2 separate regions of the Oryzias latipes genome follow, and region 1 is linked to region 2. Evidence: chromatin contacts called from public Hi-C data. All regions are on one chromosome and are shown on one strand. The core of a region is the stretch at or near the end of the contact, and the rest is flanking DNA. Distances in the headings are between cores, read along the strand shown. Region 1 holds the start of msi2 (RNA-binding protein Musashi homolog 2). Region 2 overlaps msi2 (RNA-binding protein Musashi homolog 2).

What was found. A called contact is a pair of places that touch in the nucleus more often than the background predicts.
Region 1: a Hi-C map of fibroblasts shows a contact between it and region 2, with 1.7 times the contacts expected there. The contact joins the promoter of msi2 here to the enhancer-like site in region 2. A contact is called at or near these places in 2 of 5 Hi-C or Micro-C datasets (embryo and fibroblasts).

What each region holds. Positions count from the first base shown.
Region 1 is chr14:17,253,645-17,256,395 of ASM223467v1, forward strand. It overlaps msi2 (RNA-binding protein Musashi homolog 2), which reads right to left and starts at 1,280. Exons shown (of 15, transcript XM_023962329.1): 1 at 1,068-1,280; 2 at 723-763; 3 at 361-442. The coding sequence starts at 1,129.
Region 2 is chr14:17,161,441-17,164,163 of ASM223467v1, forward strand. The region is part of intron 5 of msi2 (RNA-binding protein Musashi homolog 2); the gene reads right to left. Among protein-coding and RNA genes, the nearest start is that of msi2, 92 kb to the right of the region's middle. Within about 2 kb of position 1,416, at least 4 of the 8 cell types and tissues checked have an H3K27ac peak or open chromatin away from gene starts, as enhancers often do.

The DNA.
Region 1 (2,751 bases), core at 30-2,529, 92 kb after region 2:
GCACTAATTTAGCACCAATCTCTTAATTCAGGTTATAGAGCAGGTCTAGTTCTGATCCTCCTTTTTATTTTTTTTTTTTGCTGTGTTACAATGAGAGGCGACGCTGCGCCGACACTGTGCTGCAGTCACAAAGTCAATGTCAAATTGCATTCGGCCGCAGCTTTACAGCAGCGAGCATTTAAGCTTATCTGGCTTGCTGTGAACCGCACGCAGGCGCACATGGGCGCGCGGACACACACGCCGGATTAAGACTAAACACGGTCAAAGTGAGCGGCATCGTCATGTGAGCAGGAGAGGGGGAAAAGTGAAGGGGGAAATTAAAAAATAAATAAAAATAAAATAAGCAAAGCGGTGTTTTACCTTGAGCGTTTTGTCGTGGGGTCTCTCATCACCATACATTCTCTTATTTCTCCGAATTTACTAAAATAGTCTCTAAGGCTGTCTGTGAAGAGAAAAGAAAGGAGGACATGTCGGGTCATTTGGCAGCGAACGCACACGGGCACGCTGCTGTCTTTCAAAAATACCCCGCGATGCGCATAGGGGTCGAATAGAGGACTTGAGATGGACGGAGATCAAAAATAACACGGAACAAGCACACACAGATATCCCATACAGTCCCCCCGGCGCGCGGCGCACGTTCACCGCCGAGGCAGCCGCCGGCGAGCACTCCAGTCACAGCGACGGACAAAACAAGCCGAAATGTCGAAGAATAACAGTCTCACCTGGTGAGGTCTGCCAGCTGAGGCCACCGATAAACATTTTACTGTAAGGGGAAAACACAACAGAAGTGAGTCCAGATGTCAGTTCGGCCATTTTGACGACTAACTACTTCTAAAAGCGACCTTAAAGGATAAAGGACTATGAAAACACACTCGCGCGTGCTAATTATCTACATTTTAAAAAAAGGAGGGGGGAGGAAGGGGGGGTTACTGTCGCTTCACATCTTAAAACTGCATCTGGGAGAGAGAGAAAAAACAGCCTTCGAATCCGGCACGGCAGGCGAAGAAGTCCTCTCCAAGATGTTGTAACATGAAAAAAAAGACGGTTTAAATTTAGAAAATTCTTACCCCGGGTCATGTTGTGAATCATTTAGGCTTCCGGATGTGGCTTGACTCCCGTCTCCTTCCATATCTAGTCCAAACTATCGGCTGGGACTACAGTAACAGTGACAGACATACACAGATAGGGCAGGCGATATGCAAAGCCCCGCTATGAGAATATTACTGAGCCGGGAATGAAAGCGTCACACGTGGGATCAGCTCAGCCCCCTCGCTCCCTCCTCCTCCCTCTCTACCTTGGCTCACAGGGGGGCGGAGCCTGGCTCTGTCACCTAACCAATCCGATTGACGTCAATTCGGGCAACCTGCGAACCGATTCCTCCGATTTGTCATTTAATTAAGCAATAAGGCGCGAGAGGGGCGCACGTTGCTCCTCCAAACCAGGCGGACGCAGGAGAAATGTCTACAGCCCAGAATTCAGAAAGAAGTGGGGGAAAAGTCAGACAATCCTTTTTATTCTATTTTTATTTTTGATCTTTTTCTAATTAAATCATCTCCACTGTTATGCTCCGGAGGAGGTTCTTGAAAAACAAGTAGACTTTCATTAAAATGAAAATATAATGTACTACAGGTATCTTGTATGTAATTGTATGATAATTACTATCAATTTTATGAGGGGAGCAACAATATCAAAGCACTGTTTTACTGTCAGAGGATCTATTTTCAAGTAATTCAAAGTGATACCCTTTTACCTTACTTTTTACTTTGACTTCAGTTTGATTTCACATTGAAATACTTTTTTTCTTCAATTTATTGTCCAAGAAAGACAATAAACAAAAATGTGCCTTTTTTAAATCAAAACTTTCCTTTTTTTATTCCAATGAATAACTTTCAAGTATAAAAATTCGAAAAAAAACATTTTTAAAATAATTCTATATTTAGTTACTTTTACTATAACTTACGTAAGTATTTAAGAAAAAATTTTAACTTTTACTGAGGTCGGATTTTACTTTGCAACACTTATGTTTTGGTTTGTATGCTATCTTTTTTTCTTCACAAAATCGTCCGTTGAGTCATAGAAACACTATGAACAAATAAGTGACTTTTTTAAAGAAAAACTGTACATTTGTAAATTTTTTAACCAAATAAATACATTTTAAGCAAAACTCAAAGGAAACTTTTTTCAAAATACTGGAATATTTATTTACTTTTTTTATTTTACCTTGTGTAAATATTTAGAAAGATGCGTTATACTTTTACTTGATTACTTTAAAATACTTAAGTTTTGGTTTGTTTCTTGAATTTTTTTTTTCACAGCATCATTAAATTGGTCCCAGAAAGTCTATAAACAAGTATGTCATGTTTTTTCATAAAAAAAATACTTTTGCAAACTTTCTTTATCCAAAGAAATACATTTCAAGCAAAAATCAAAGTAAATGTTTTTAAAATACTGGCGTATTTAGCTACTTTTTTCTGTACCTAGAAAGAAAACGTTTGACTTTTACATAAGTCAAAAATGTATTTTGTTCTAACACCACTTCCTCTTGAGTACAGCATTTGTTTACCTCTTAAAATAGTGCAGCCACAGCAGTTACTTATACTGTAGTTATAATCAGCCCAGTACACAGCTGTAACTAACATCCGGTGGTATGTGACGACATTTTGTATGATTTAACAGTAAAACATACCTGCAGGAAAAAACATTCTGCACCAGGAATTTTCAACATTTATTTTTATTTTATTAAAAAGTCAT
Region 2 (2,723 bases), core at 166-2,665:
GCAAACTGAGCAAAAAAAACTTTGTTATGTGTCACAACCAGGCCCCATGTTTATCTTTATCCTGAGTATTAGGAAAATACCTGAGTGGAGAAGTGGTTTAAAAGTCACCAAACAATTTTAGTGTGACATAAAAACAAAAACTATGAGTTAGAAATCAAATCCTAAAATATGCTTCTTTTGCAGCTTTTCAAAATAAAACACGACTATATTTTTCACATACTGTCCTCAATGTTGACCCCCAGGTAAAAGTGAAAAAGCCACTTGACAAATGGAGCGTCGGAATTTATTGAGCAAAACCTCTAAAAAAAAAATTGACTCTATTAACAGCAGAGGAACACAAACTTCTTCATAACATTTGGTGATGTTATTACAGAGCAATGCAAACAACAAGCAAAATCTGAATGCCAACATCACTAGAAGGCCCATCTGTAGAAGCTAAACACAGGCTTATATTTTAAAAAGCTTTTTTTTGTTATCACAAATGGGATCCCAGTGGATAAATCTCTGAGGCTATAAGCAACTTTTCAGCAAACAAGAAAAGTATCAGTGCGTCAGCTGGACAGGTTTCTAAGAACACACTTCCAAATGATTACAAGGTGAAGATCCCAACCTCACCCAACAGATGATGGTTAAAAAATAGAAGAGTCTAAGATACAGAACCAGCAAACAGAGGTGTCATGATGTCATTTCTTAAAAATGAAAATAAGGGGGGGGGGGGGGGGGGGGGGGTCACGATTGTTGCCTCTCTAACAAGGTTGTAAATGACCAAGTCCAGACAGTGACTGTTCTTAAGCAACCAGAAGGTACCAGAGAGAATCTGTCAATGCAATGTAGTGTGATCAAAGGTCTTGACATTATGCAGGCACAATGTGCGCACACACATACACACAAATGCACGCACTGGGAAAACACAGCCAGTTCAGGTAAACACACTGCCTCTGCTCACTTGCATCACTAGAGCTGACTCACAAAGAGAAAACACGGTCAATAAACAACAAACAACAGCGCAGTCACTTTTGCTTTAGAGGACATTCTGCACAGGACAGAAAACAGAGGAAGAGCAGCGAAGAAGGATTAGGTCATTAGTTTGAGAATTAGCAGCGGTGAAGCCTTCATGTTAAGTATGAGGGTGGCCCGTGCCAGGTCCACTACCACTTCCCTAAACGCGCTTTTAAGAAGTGGCCCAATCTCAGATCTAGTGAGCATAAATAGATCTGTAATTTCTTGTTGCAATACAATCAGGGCAAAGAAGATGAGAAGGAAAGATGCTTAGTGCAAATGTGGAGTGGCAGGCCCAAGCAGCCAAACCCAGGATTACAGTGGCCATTCGTACGGGCCATAAAATGAGTGATGAGACGGAGGCAAGCGCAGAGAAAGAGGGAGAGAAAGACAGGAAAAGGGAGCTGGGGGTGGGGAAGGGCTGTCAAGCACAGGGCAGAAGCTAATGACAACTCCAGCTTCAACTTGCGCAGACGGCTTTGAAGCCCGGCTCTGATCAGAACTGTGATTGCCACCCCTGCAGGGCCACCACTCCCATATTAACCTACACTAACAGCTATTCAGTGAAAGTCAGAGGCCCTTTCAAAGCCTGACTTCTGCTGGAGCTGGCCATCTGTGGCACAGCCTCGTGAGACGGCAAAGATGCGAGTAAGGCGCACGCATGTTCGGGACAATGTTTGCATATGGCCTTGCTATAACAGTGACAGTCGAGCTGAACATGGGGCCGGTTAGAGCTGATTAGCTGCACTTCCCTCCTCAGCCCACTACAGTTATGAAGATTGATAGAAGCAGCTTAGAGCTGATTATAGGGCCCTGGAGATGCATGGGCCCATACCCAAACAGCAAATTCACGCTGCATCTACAATGAGCCAAGCATGCAATGCACAGGGCAGGCATTAAGCAAACGTTGTAGCAATAAGAGGCAAATAAGAGAAATGGACAACGCCAGAAGTGCTCTTAAGAGCTTTTCAGAAATAGGAATATTATGCTAATTAGATGCTTGCTTGTGGCAAATCTGGGACATTTGAACAAGCAGGTTATGAACATTTAACGAATTTCCCAGGCGATGTGCTGCGACTGGATATCTAAAACTTACTCCAGGGTTCTGAGACACAGTGAGCTGTGAGCTGGTCTGTTTGCTGCAAAGAACACCAAAATGTCTTTTTAAATGAGATGCTTGCGCTTTATGTTACATAAATACTTCAAATCTGCCACATTGGATGTAATGGAAAAGCTTAACAAGAATAGACATTTTTAGGTACTTTTGCATTAAGAAACAGTTGAATTCCCCTTAATGAATGTCTTGTAATAATGTCACAGGACAAAAGAGGAGGTGAGTGGCTCAGAAGGTGCAACTGTGGAGAAATACGTCTGCTCTAGATAGCTGTTTTGTTTGGGTTGTGCGTGAGACTAACATGCGCACACACAATCCTATCACTGGTGTCAGGACTGGCTGGCTGAATGTAAACAAAACGCTGAAATAAGGATATTTTGAAGGGTTTTTTGAAGCATAAGTGCATGCATTTGTTTTTTACTGCTCAGAAAAGTCAATAGGAATCCCAACACGATGTCTTTTTGCCTTCATCCTTCCAATTGTGTGTTCATTAAAGTTGCAGTTGTCTGGGCTGGACAGGGCAAAAAATGTGGACTTTATGTGGACTAATTCTTGTGACCTTTTAAACCGGCAGCAGAGGGCAGAGAAGTTGTCCGCTAACCGCTGACTC